2 separate regions of the Mus musculus genome follow, and region 1 is linked to region 2. Evidence: chromatin contacts called from public Hi-C data. All regions are on one chromosome and are shown on one strand. Each heading gives the region's core, a stretch centred on a gene start, on an enhancer-like site or on the middle of the called end of the contact. The rest is flanking DNA. Distances are from core to core; before and after follow the strand shown. Region 1 has its middle 8.6 kb from the start of Timp2. Region 2 overlaps Cyth1 (cytohesin 1).

Region 1 (6,906 bases), core at 3,551-6,050, 160 kb after region 2:
TCCCGACAGATGGGAGGTGACAGTGCTTCCACGTCAACGAGCGGGAGGTCTGTGGAGAGGTCTTCCAGGCTGGCGGATCCATGCTTGCAGCTATCACACTTGGAAGAGACTCCCAGCCCAGAGCTGGGGCCTGGAGCCATGCAGAGCTGTGTGCCTATCCCTCCCACATCTGAGCACACCCAGCAAACATGCTGGGTAGACCCAGTAAACACTGTCCGGGCCAGGAGGAAGTGGCCAGGGTACCTCCCTCATGCTTCTTCCTGGGAAACTGAAGCAGGGTGTCTTTGGGTGAAACAGGCATCCGAGTACTCAGGATGAGTGTGCCTAGGGGAAGCTCTACCATCTCCAGACCCACCCTGCTTGCCCCATCTCCCCCAGAACGTGGAGCGTTCTCAGCAACAGCTTGAACAGATCAGAAGCCCCACCCCCACCCCCCACTCTTTCCGGCAGGTTCCTGGAGAGCCAGACGCTCTTCTCAGACATGGGCATCAAAACTGGCCACACGTGCCAAGGAGGTAGACCTGAGCCAACAACAGGAAGCTCTAGAGGCGGTTGTGGGGGAGGGGTTTCGGGTAGGACTCAAGGGAGCTGGAAGCCGGAGGCTATGGGGAGGTGGGCCTGGGTTTAAGCATCTCTGGGAGGAGACTGTACTAGCATGACCTGGGATTCCAATCAGCACCGTGATGAGCCTCCCCACCCAAATGGGCATCAGAGTCTTGGCTACATCAGGTAGGTGGGGTCCGTCCTTCTGGCCCTACTGTTTACTCAGGACATTCCATGGCTGACAAGATGGTGAGTTAGCAGAGCCTGGACATGCAAACTGGGCTCAGCCCTGCCACAGCTTGACAGTGGACACACTAAGAAAGCATTTCCATAGAAGTTTCATTTCTTTTTTTAAAAAAAGATTTATTTATTATTATAGATAAGTACACTGTAACTGACTTCAGAGGTACCAGAAGAGGAGCTCAGTTCTCATGAGTGGTTGTGAGCCACCATGTGGTTGCTGGGATTTGAACTCAAGGATCTTTGGAAGAACAGTCAGTGCTCTTACCCTCTGAGCCATCTTGCCAGCCCAGAAGTTTCATTTCTTAATCCACACCTTTCATTTAGAGCCTGGCTTCTAAATCTTGGCCCGTTGGTGGGGCTTCAGGTACACAGCAGAGCAGCATTGACGAGAGGAGACTCAGCTTCCTTAGGATAGAGGCTGAGAACTTCTGGCCCTCACACAAATACTGTCCCGTGTGCATGCTGGAACTCATAGATGGTAAATTTGATCGACGGACTGACTGATTGACTAGTGGATTCAGAGGAAGAAATGGCTACAGATTTTTGGCTCTGAGTAAAGCAAGCAACAGAATGTTGGAGAGCGGCTTCTGCTCTGACGAGCAAGTAACACTCCGCTTAGGAACGAACCAGGGACCTGGAGGCCCAGGTGGGAGTCCTGTTCCACACTATCCACCCTGGTCAGGGACACAGGGAAGATAGGAGATATGATTAACTTACAGAGCCAGGCCTGGTAAGGTAGGTTCCTGTCGTCTCTGTGTGTGACACTGAATGCCTCTAATCCGAAAGGATGCTCACTGAGGCATCCGAGGCATCTGGGTATCAGGAGCTGGGGGTGGGTGGGATCAGGCGAGGGTGCAGGTTGTCAGTGACAGGACACCCCTCCCCCAGCTTTAGAACTCTTCCCTCTATGGCAGTGGGAAGGCCTTGGCCATAGCTCATCAAGTACCCGCTTTTAGGTGATGTTTGCTTGGCCCGCCGCTCCTTTCACTTTGGCTTTCCTGTTATCCTGTCCCATTCATCTTTAAAGAGAGGGGGGCTTGGCATCTCCCACAATATGGCTCCCCTTTCCCAGGTGTGCATCCCATAAGCCTGTGAACACAGCATTCCATAGCCAACCTGCAGGCAGCCTTGTGTAAGGCATAACTTCATATCATAGTGACAGTCCTGCCCCCACCCATGTTGGTAGGGGGACTTCAGACTGGAAGGGAGGAGGGATGGATGGAGAGAGGAAGGGGTGGGTAGAGAGAGGGAGGGTGTCCTGGTGGGGAACAGGAAGCCTTGTGATGCTTGGCCCCAAAGAATTGCCACATCTGAACTATGCTGGATGGGCCAGCATCCCAGAGGAAGGCTGACTTGACAGTGACCGCCCAGCTTCAGCCTGTGCACAGGCTGGTGTCACAGGGAGGGACTCTGCAGGGGCCAGGTCCCTCCTCTCTCTTCCTTGGGGCTTCCATCCTAAGAAGGAGGCAAAGCCAGGGATCTCTGCCCTTTTCCCAGAAAAGAGAGGGGTTTGGAGAGCAGGCTGCTGTGGCTTTGGATTCTTAAAAGTCTCTGGCTTCCCCTTCTCCTCCTCTGGCCCCCCTTCAGCCCCCGGCCCCTGTCTACCCCCTCCACCTCCCTTAACCCCATCCCTCCTCTGGTCCCCCCACCCTGTCCCTCCTGGGCTCTCTGGGACCCTCTAGACCAGTTCAGTGAAGCACTGAGGAATGTAGCTGATGCAGGGAGTGGACGCCCCTGGCTGCTCTCATTTCCTCATGCCCAGGCTATTTCCTCTTGGCCCTGGGCATGTGGTCATGTGCTTTTGCTCATGAGGAGCGGGTTGTGATGGGAACCCTCGCCCCTCTGCTCTGCCTTTCCCCAGGAAGCAGCCTCAGCAGGCAGGGAGGGGTGAGGGACCCCAGAGCTTGCTGCCCAGCTCAGCAGGGGTTGCCTGAGGGTGGTGGTTTCAGGTTCCCTGGCCCGCTAGTCAGCTAGTCTGGCTAGTCTCTCTAGTCCCGGATGGGAGGCTCAAGAGGCTCGGGTTTCCCCCGCCACCACCACCATCCTCTGCTTCCTTTGGTGTTGGGGAGTGACAGCCTTTGGCCATGATGTCATTACCTAATCCAAACAGAAGGGAGGCTGGGCTCTGTGGTGAGCTGCAGGCCAGCAGCGCTGAGTGCTACAGCATGGTAAGGCTGTGTAGAGAACCCACCCCTTGCATCTCCCAGGTCCTCTTTTCCTTTCTGCGCTCCTGACCAGCCTCCCTTCCCTTTCTTCTTTCTGGAGATGCTGTAGCATCCCTGTGTCACCACCCCTCAGCCAGGAGTGCACACAGGGCTAGATGCAAAGTCAGCCCTATTCTCTCCAGGGGCAGAAGGACCAGGCTTGGGGTGGGTCTCATCCTAGCAAAGCGATGAGGAAGAAGAGGGGGAGCGAGGTTTCCTGGGAAGGGAGGCATGGTGTCCTGCATCTCCTCTGCTGTCTGAAGTGCAGATCCAGCATCTCTCTGCTTTGCTACAGCCTGCTCAGCTCTCCCTCAGCTATAAAGGGCTGTTCGGCATCAAAGGCAAGAGGAACCACTCAGGACAGTGGTATCCATTTGTGCCTGGAGCTTCCTGGGTAGAAATGCGCCCTGTGACAGACCCTGTCATCTGGTTCTGTCCTGGTGTCCTGTGACCCGGGAACACAGGTGAAAGCTAGTCATCCTGCCTCCTCAGCCCCCTTCTCTGCTTCTCCTGGCTGCAGAGCTGTGCCACTGTGCTCACAGGTAAAGTCAGGGAAACTCAGGGTGACCACGGCTTCCAGCACAGAATCCCTGCTGGGGTCCCTGCAGAGGCAGGAGGATGCTGTGGGCTCTGCCTTAGCACCTGGTCATTTGTGCTATAATTTTGGTGCTGTGGGAAAGCAGGGAATGTCTGGGACATGTCCCTCTAGTCATTCTTGGTGGCCCCATTAAATATCTCTTCCCCGTGGAGCCCGCTCAGCCCTCACACTCTTCCACCTAAAATCCTGGCCATCTGAACACGATAGAGACTGTCCCAGTCCCAGACCTGGGATGGCATGGTGACAGAGAGTGGCTTGATGAGGGATAAAAAAGGACTGTGCCCAGTGACCTACCACAGTGGCCTTATTTTAGACTGCTGTGGCTTGTCTCACAGCTGACTTGTTCACAGGTCTATCCTCCCAATCCACTGAATATTTCTTTTACTTTGTTTTGTTGAGACAGGGTCCCTGGCTGGCTTGGAACTGACTTTGCAAACCAGACTGGCCATGAACTCACAGAGATCCAGCTGCCTCCAGAGCACTGGGGTTACAAGTATGTACCACCAGGCCAGCCTCTGGGTGAATGTCTCTTAAGGTTGTAGTTCATTTGCTCAAAAGTATTTCTTGGGCACACAAGCCATGTGCCAAGGCTGTTCTGAAGCTGGGGCTACAGATAAGCAGGATCTCTGTCCTCTTGTGTGGCACAGACCACCGCTCAGTAGGAAATAAAAGGCATGGGCTTTGAAGATGGCTCAGTAGGTAAAGTGAATTTGATCCTATGTAAGAGCAGAGCGTGGTGGCTGTGCCTGCAAGCCTTGTACTGGGGAGGCAGAGTCAGGCTTTATCTCTGGGGTTGTGTGGCCAGCCAGTCTACCCGAACCAATAGCTCCAGGTTCAGCGAGAGACTCTGCCTCAAAAAAATAAGGGGGAGAGTCTTGAAAAAGACATCCCAATGTTGACCTCTGGCCTACACACACACAGGAAATACAGAGTATAACAGGCTCCATCCAATGGTGTTGCCTAGAGCCTTGTAGGGGCCCAAGTGAGGGGTGAAGGCTGCTGCCTGGGAGAAATAATGGTTCAGGGGTTGGAGGCAGAGTCCTCCAGATAGCTGGGTAGGCACACTTGGAGAGCCAGTGTGCTGGATGTGTAAGGCCAGGGCCCAGGAGCCAGGCTGGCTGTGAGGAGGGGAGTGGGGTGGAGCCAGCGGTCAGCAGGGTCTGAGATGAGCTTTGGTGCGGGGAGCCTGCAGCAGCTGTTGGTGGTGACTCACTGCTGAGCAGAAAGATTGGAAACACATGTTCCCTCGGAGAGGCAGGCGTATTCATTACTCAGAGCTGAGGGTTCCTGTTGAACCTGAACCTGGGTGGGGGTTCAGCTGGCAGCAGGCAGTGGTGAAGCCCGGCTCACTGTCATCACTTGAGCCACTGACCTTGGCTCACCCATGACCAGACCGTAGGAGACACCGAGGGTTCATTTCTAAGATAATGGCTGCCAAGTATCACATTAGCCAGTCTGGTTGCCCTGTTGTCTATCCATTGGAAGTTCTTTTGTAGTAAATACCAGATATCATAGTTCCCTTTGGAAAAAAAAATGTGTGTGTGTGTGTGTGTGTGTGTGTGTGTGTGTGTGTGCACTCCCCTCATGGCCTACCTAGCATGGCTCCTCCCACTACCTGGTGTGGCTCCTCCCACTTCCCAGCATGGCTCTGCCCCACCTGCCTTGTCCTCGTGTGCTTTCCAGGCAAGTCCATGACCTGGTACCACTGTCCCTCCAACTCCACCAACACTCTTAGTTCAAATCCTTCCTTGCAATTCTTTCTTCTCCAAGGCCTGTTCTCCACCTGAGTGGGTCTGCACTGGTCGGAAAGAGCAGCATTCTAGAGAGATCAGAATGTCCCCTCAGGAGGCCCCTGGGTGGGAAGGAAAACACTTGAGCCACGATAGCCCGATAGCCGGTCTAGGAAACAATAGCCCCCTTGGACTCTTTCAGAATGGAAGATGCTCTCAAAGCTCAGCCCTGGAGGAAGCTCCATACTTTCTGACCCTGTTCCTGAAATTTGAGAGAGGTGTGTTCCCAGAAGGTTGTGTGCAGCCCCATTCCCAAGGCCTCTGATCTCTCCGGCCCTGGTAGAGAGGGAAATCTAAACCACGAGCAGGCAGCTGCTCTGGGCTGGAGGGTTATCTGGAAGGTGTGTCCTGGCTGCTCCAGGCTGGAGGGTCATCTGGAAGGTGTGTCTTGGCTGCTGCTCTCATGATGCTGGCTGCCAGGGAAAGGACTGCTTTCAGATTCTCTGTGATCTGAGAAGGAAAACAAGAGCAGGAGGGGAAGGGGGACTTGACTCACAGACTCAAGGATGCAACTGTGACCCTTGGCCTGGTTTGCAGAGGGAGAAACACAACAGATCTATGGCTGAGACAGTCCGGCTTTCATAACCATCCTCTCTCTCCTCTGGACCCAGGGCGGCAAGAGCTCTGTCTGCTGTTCTGAAGGGCAGTGACATAAAGCAGTCGCCACTGTGAGCACTGTCCCGAGATGTGGAAACGTGAATGGTTGGAGTCACCACAGCCCCAAATTTCCCCATCAAAAATGTCCGTCAGGACCATACCATTAAACCCAGCCAGCAGTCAGAAAGCAGAGGCAAGTGGATCTCTTTGAGTCTGAGTCTAGGGAAGGCTACGTAGTGATACTTTGTCTGAAAAAGCCCCAAACAGAAAACAGACAGCCACAAAGTACACCTCAGCTGGGGAGATGAGTCAGCGGGTAAGAGCACTGGCTGCTCTTGCAGAAGACCTGAACTCAGTTCTCTGTTGTGATTTGGTTTATTGCTTGTATTGTTAATTGGGTTCCCAAAATTACAGGAATTCGCACGTCTGCACTTAAGACACTGAGGGTCCACAGCATCAGTTGGCTTTGATTGGTAAATATTAAGTTGCTGGAGGCCAATGGTTGGGCAGCGAAACAGAGGCGGGACTTTTAGGATTCCTAGGCAAAAAGCAAAGGAAGAAGAGAAAGGGATTGCTATGGCAGGAAAGGGATAAGATCCAGGCTTGAAAGTGGCAGAAGAGAAAGCTTACAATCATGTAAGAGCCGGGCAAGAACAGCTTCAGCCCCCTCCCCCCAGCTGGGTGTCTAGGGTAGCAAAGATGAAATATCTTTAATAAGTAATAACTCAGGAGTATCGGCGGGGAGGTGTCAGCAACGTGGAAGTTTGGGAGTGCCCAGCCCTTGAGCTGATTAAGGCATATTAAATATAAGCTGCATGTGTGTCTTTTATCTGAGAATCCACAATATTGGGGCGTTATCGAGGAACTCACACTGCCGCTGCTGGGGAGATCAAAGTAGGTTAATTAACAACAGCACATGTCCCCAGCACCA
Region 2 (6,410 bases), core at 3,097-5,596:
GATGTGGCCACTTACAATGTGCATGCTGAGTGGATCGTCTGCACATGAACTGGTCACCTTCAGCTGAAACCCATGTGAAAGGAAGCTGGTAGCAAAAGCCTGTGTGAACACAACTCTAGGCATAAACAGTAAAGTACAGGGAACCAGCAGACCAGAAGTTAGGGAGAAAGGCTGCAAACCAAGTCCCTCCCATACCTAAAGAAAAAAAGATGCTAAAACAAATCAATGTACAACCAAGTTTATGAAGACATGGTGGTCAGGAAAAAACCAAAGGGGAAAAACCTGCTTGCAGAACAGGAATTCCAACAGAGAAAATGGAAGTTTTTAGAAATTCCTTTCTTAGACTAATAATTCAACACATCAATCAGAGACCTATGCGTGACCCTGAAAGACACAGAGCTGATGAGATGGGTTCCACCCTCAAACAGCTCAGCCATCGCCACTTCTCTTACAGTAAGAACAGACAGTACACAGTGCACTAGGAAGGGCGATGGGCCGGACGACAGACAACAGTGGCACACATTCGTCTAAACTGAGTCTACACAAGAGCCAAGATTGATTTTGAGCTGTAGGAGTCACCAGGAAGGAAGGAATGCCCCAGCTGGGAGGGGAGAACAAAGGCAGAAGAGTGGCCCAAATGGGAAAAGTCTGGAGGGCAAGATGAAGTGGAGCTGGTGTCTTTGACTCTGACTCAAACAGTTGGTTCCACTGTTGCTGAGCTGAGATAAAGAGAGAAACACTCTAGAAAAGAAAAAGCAGCAAGGAGGTGCCTACGGGAAGGGCCTGCAGGCCTTCCAGTTTGAGGAGTGGAGGACAGGGACTGATGTTAAAACTCCAGTGAAGTGAATACTAACACTCCAAACTCACCTGCTAACCCCATCCCTCTCTCCTGTCAGGCACACGGTCTGCTGGAGCAGAGAAGCCTTGGACAAGAGTGAGCTCTGGGCTTAGCAGCAGCCATCACCCAGGGTCAGGGGTCAGGTTTGTAAGTAGCTTCTCCCTCTTTATACCTAATAAACATTGGAGGGGAGGAACTTAGCTTGGATGTAAATAGCTTGGATGGCCTCCAAAAAAAAAAAAAAAAAAAAAAAAAAGTGCAAGGTGAATGGGTGCCATCTTGATTTATGTGGTAACTTCTGACGGGAAGGCACAGATCTAAATACCACGGTGGAACCCTCAGGCTCTCTCTACACACAAGGCACTACAGAGCCACAAGGGACACAAAGTCTCTACCCAGTCATGACCCTCATCTCCTGGTACTGGAGATTCTGAAATTCTTTATACATAAAATGCCTTGTAATGCTTTAGTAAAACAGAAACAATGAGGTGCTTGTTCTTTTCTTCTGTTTTTTAGGTTTATTTGTTTTATATGCATGAGTACACTGTAGCTGTCTTCAGACACACCAAAAGAGGGCGTCAGATCCAAGGTAGTTGTGAGCCACCATGTGGTTGCTGGGAATTGAACTCAGGACCTCTGGAAGAGCAGTCAGTGCTCCTAACAGCTGAGCCATCTTTCCAGGCTTGGAGAGGCTTTTTCAAAGAAGCCACCAACTGCCATCTATTCTTGCTCAATAAGGGTCTGAAAGCTGAGAGGGGCTTTTTCTACCTCACGTGTCTTAGTTAGGTTTCTATTGCTGTGATAAACACCATGAGCAAAAGTAACTCAGGGAGAAAGAGGTTTATTTCAACCTGTAGTTTATAGTCTATCTTGAAGGGAAGCCCATCAGGAACTTAAGGCAGGATGCACAGGCCATGGAGGAAATGGTGCTTACTAGTTTGCTGCCAGGGGTGCAGAGTTTACTTTCTTATATACCCCAGAGCCACATGTGCAGGGATGGCACCACCCTCATGGGCCCTCCCACCATCTATCATTAATCAAGAAAATGTCCCACAGACTTGCCTATCAGCCAGTCTTTCTCAGTTGAGGTTCTTTATTCCCTGATGAGCTAGCTTGTGTCAAGGTGACAAAAACTAAGTAGTACATCCCAGTAGAGTGCCAGACAGCCACTCCGTAGAGTTGTCCTTAGTCCCAGTGGCAACACTGAAATCTGAAAAGAGCCCAGGAACAACTGAAGCCACTGGGTGGAGTCCAGAGCAGTTCAACTTCTGGCCCTGTGGCAGTCACTGCTGTTTCACAGTAGGCCAAGACTGGGGCTACCCACAGAGGCCCAGGCCTCTGGCTTCTACTGCAGGGTAGAGGTGAGTGAAGGGGGCATGTTCTACCTCTACCCTACTCAGCAAAGGTCTCAGGCAACTCTTAGATGGGCCCTACCTCCTGCACAATGCAGAGGAGGCAGCTTGGCAGGAAAGGAACTGCATGTAGCAAGAGAGGCCCAAGAGAACTGGGATGGGGGATGGAGGGACAGGAAGAAGCAAGGTCTTGTGGCTCTGAGACCCAAGGTAGATATAAAAGGCAGATTCAAGTAGGAGCACAATAAACCAAACACAAAAGGACCGCTCAAGCTCAATTACCCTACAAGTGGGAACAAAAGCACCAACGGCTTGCCTTCCCACACACGCTCCCAGAAGCTTTCTCTACCATGTCAAACACAGGTCTTTCCATCAGAAAATCTGAGTCTGCTTCTTGAAGAAAATTTGGATTCTTAATTTGTGTGTAAAAATTCTCCCAATGGCTACAGCATCAAAATTGTAAAAATTGAAAGTCTTTTGGTACTGAACATGGTGACTAGAGAGTGAGGTGCTCTGTAGAGGCCAGCAGGGAGACACGATGGCACCAGGCAGCGCTGTCACATTCCTCCTTATGCACTGTGTGTGCTTGGTGTACACATGTGAGGCTCCCACCATCAGCAGCCACCATTTAAAGGGGCTCATGGGGAAGGGGCATGCTACAACTCCTCCCTTCCTACTGCTCTATAAGTTGGATCCACAGGAAATGCAATCTTCCCTGCTGGGGTTTCTCAGGAAAAAATGCAGAAACGCCACCAGCTCGTTTGCCCAGAGTCTGAGCCCTTCTTCTGTGTTAGAGACATTCTTGAGCACTGTTCATGATTAGGGAAACTCCTGCTTGGTGACACTGCTGTGGTGGCACCGGTGGCTTTTCATATGGACACACTGCTTAGAATCCTGATTCAGAGGAAGAAAGAGAAACAGGCTCAAGCACCAAGAAGAAGGGGGTCAGAGCAGCCACTGACTCTGGAGAGAAACTTACAGCTCTCTCTGAGGTTGTAAGTTGAGCTTCCATGAGTCCTCTGTAAAGTGTGAAGAAAACAGGGCTAAGGCAAAATATGACTTCCTTGTTTTCCCAGGAAAGGAAGGAATGTGCTGGGTGGGTCATTCCACACCAGCCCACCTGCAGGGTAGCAGGACTTGATTTCCTGCCCCCATAACTCCCTGCCATACATAGGCAGAGAAACAAAGAGGTAGCTGATAACCACCTCCACGGCCAGGAGAGGGTCGCAGCAGCAGCAGCAGCAGCAGGCCAGCTTAGGTTAACTTAGGCTGTGAGGTGCTCAATGATTAGAGACCCGCTCTTAGGGCTAGGGGCGTGGCAATGGCTGTTGTAGAGCTGAGCAGGGATTGGCTGGGTAGCTGCAAAGGCTCTTCCTGGATCCAGACAACTGACTGTAAAGCTGCTACTGATTCCTGGCTCTGTGCTGGAATCACACAAACTCCTGGAGGCTGCAGACCCCGGCAGTCGGGCAGAAGCAACATTCACTAGAGTCATTCTAAGAGGAAAGCAGAGCTGAGCCGGAAACAGATGGGAGAGCAGACACCAGAACACTGTGTTCAGTAAAGGTGCCTTTGGAAGATTGGCATGGTCCAGAGGGAAAATGAAAGGTGGAAATGCCCAGATATCTCCAGGTCTAACTCTCCTTTTCTGATGTAGCCAACAGCAAATTGTACGCAGCCTCCCTCCCCATTTCAGCAAGTTTTGTGAACCATGTGAACATTGGCTGAACACTGGAGCATACATACTGCCTCCAAGCTACCCTGATCACTCGTCTGCAGTTTTCAGCTTCGTCCTTGCTGACCACTCTGCAAGCTAACAGGGCTCCTGATACCCCAGACCCAAGCCTGCCTTTCTTCCCACAATTCTGGACTCTTAGAATCTAATTCCACTCTCTGCCTCCCAAGTCTCCTTTCTAACTGGCCTGTGGGTCCTGGGCATCTGCAGCTAGCCTGGCTTTCATACCCCACCCAAAGAAGGGTGGCAGGTGGCAGACAGCCTCAGGCAGTGGGCCAGGCTGACTGTCTTCAGAGACAGGGTCGGAGGCCTTGCTTCTACTGGTGTCTTCACTAAGAAGAAAAATGTGCATGGCTGCTGTGTGCTGTCGACCCTGCTGTGCTCAGCAGGGAGGTCTGTGAAGCTCAAACCACAGCAAAGCCCTTCAACACTGCCACTGTAGATGGTTGGCATGAGCTTCACGCTTTGATGCGTGCTTTGTACAAAGTCAAACATGTTCCATCAGATGGACGCACATGCCACTCTGAGAAGTATCTGAGGTATTTGTCCACAGCACCAGCACCTGAAGTCTTCCTTATAACACATAGCAAGTTGCTTGTCCAAAGCCAGGAAACAGGTCACCGGAGATGCAGCAAGCAACTGAGCAGGGCCAGGACAGAGGCCACGTTAACATTAAGGTGAACTGTTTAGCCTAGTGTTCCACTGGGGAGATGCTATATGCAACTCTACTTGGTGTGCTTTCCTATAAATACGATTTTATATACCCTTGGAGTACCTTTTATAGCTTCAGATATTTTTGAAACTTAAAAAAAAAAAAAAAAAAACTTGACAGCTCAGGACTGAACTGCTCCCTGCTGGTAAACTGCTCCTCAGAGTTCATGAATGAGGCACAGGTCCAACGCCCACAGCCAGGTTCACACTCCTGGTCCCTGACCGGTCCTTAGCAGTTTACTCTCCTATTGAAGCCTACAGATTCACTTATCTGAGCATTTGCTGAGCATCTGCCACAGGCGCAGCCTGTGCTTGGAGCTGGGACTTAAATAGCTCCAGACCCAGCCTTGCCAGAGGGGAGAGGCGGGCAAGCCTGTGGCAGCAGCAACCTGGCACAGCATCTGTGCATGCCAAGGACATGCTGAGATGCTGCAGAGGGGCCAGCTGGATCCAGGACTTAATGACAACTCCCAAATGGAGAGGCAGGGCAATGACTCCCAATGAGGTAAAAAGCCTTAAGGATGGTGGGCTCACCAAAAGTCAAGGCCTGGGGCACAGTGAGACCAGAGAGCCCCAGGGAGCGCCCTTACTGCATCCCGTGGAGGGGAGGAATATGGGCTCACATTAAGGAGTCTTGATTCCATCCTAAAGGGAAGGCTCAGTGGCAAATTAATGGGACTACATATAAACAGATCAGCTCAAATAGCTAATCTAGAAGCAAGCCTATGGCACTTAAGAAAACAGTGCCCAGTTAATTATATTAGTAATTCTCACATAGGCAAATAAACAAGCAGTGCTGGAGAGCAACGGATTGATACAGGCAAGAAAGGAGGTAAAGGGCTGGAGATAGCTCAGCAGTTTAGACACTTGCTGCTCTAGCAGAGGACTTAGTTTGACCCCCAGCACTCATGGTGACTCATGACCATTTATAATTCCAGCTCTAGGGGATCCAATACCCTCTTCTGTCATCCCAGGATACCAGGCACACATGTGGTGCATGTACATACATGCAGGCAAAACATTCATGCACACAGACAGACAATGTTTTAAAAGAAGGTGAAAGGGGCAAGGCTGACGTGTGTACCGGAAGGCCCTGCCTTCTGAACATCTGACCAAAGTCCTCGTCACTGAGCAGGCACAGCTTGGGACAGCGATTCTGGGGGAGGTGGCTTCATGAGAAGCACCCACTGCCCTCCTTGGAGACCTCTGGGACTATGCACAGGAAACTCCACCTGTTCCTTTCCTTCCCCTTACACCACCCTCAATGCCACCCTGCTCTGTGGCTACATCTTAAGAATCTTTGTTAGCAGTGGCCGAAAGGCTCCTTCCCTTGTCACAAGTAGGAAGCACTAGGAGGGGCTGGGAATTGAGGCAGTGGCCTTCAGTGTTGTTCATTCAAAGCAGAGCTGAGCTGATCCCTCAAGCCCTAAAGCTCTGACTGAAGGCCCTACCCCGGGCCTATCACCCCAGCCCTGGATTTAGGTATGTACCCACACTCTGGGCAAATGACTCCTATACCACACTTCCTACCTGGGTGTGTAGCTGGATGGGGAACTAGCAGCCAGTAACCATGAAGATGTGGCACTACTGGCCTGGCCATGCAGTCTCACTCTGATTAGTCTAACATTTTATTCTGTGTCCTCCTCTGTACTCAAAACTGTTCCCCTTGGAGCTCAATACCTGAGCTAATGTGGACTCGTCCTTCAGAAACAAAAGCTCCCAATAGGCAGCTCACCCCAGCATAGTGGCAGCCTCTATTATCATTCCCCTCTTT

What was found. A called contact is a pair of places that touch in the nucleus more often than the background predicts.
Region 1: a Hi-C map of the N1E-115 cell line shows a contact between it and region 2, with 4 times the contacts expected there. The contact joins two enhancer-like sites. A contact is called at or near these places in 1 of 15 datasets of contacts at CTCF or cohesin (the NIH/3T3 cell line), 7 of 484 Hi-C or Micro-C datasets (the N1E-115 cell line, embryonic stem cells and neutrophils), 2 of 115 datasets of contacts at active chromatin or transcription factors (microglia and pancreatic cancer cells) and 1 of 9 other capture datasets (embryonic stem cells).

What each region holds. Positions count from the first base shown.
Region 1 is chr11:118,360,536-118,367,441 of GRCm38.p6, forward strand. No RefSeq gene overlaps it. Among named protein-coding and RNA genes, the nearest start is that of Timp2, 8.6 kb to the left of the region's middle. Within about 2 kb of position 4,801, at least 102 of the 459 cell types and tissues checked have an H3K27ac peak or open chromatin away from gene starts, as enhancers often do. A contact at or near this core is called in the N1E-115 cell line, where this site is marked.
Region 2 is chr11:118,205,380-118,211,789 of GRCm38.p6, forward strand. All of the region lies in intron 1 of Cyth1 (cytohesin 1), which reads right to left. Among named protein-coding and RNA genes, the nearest start is that of Cyth1, 40 kb to the right of the region's middle. Within about 2 kb of position 4,347, at least 65 of the 459 cell types and tissues checked have an H3K27ac peak or open chromatin away from gene starts, as enhancers often do. A contact at or near this core is called in the N1E-115 cell line, where this site is marked.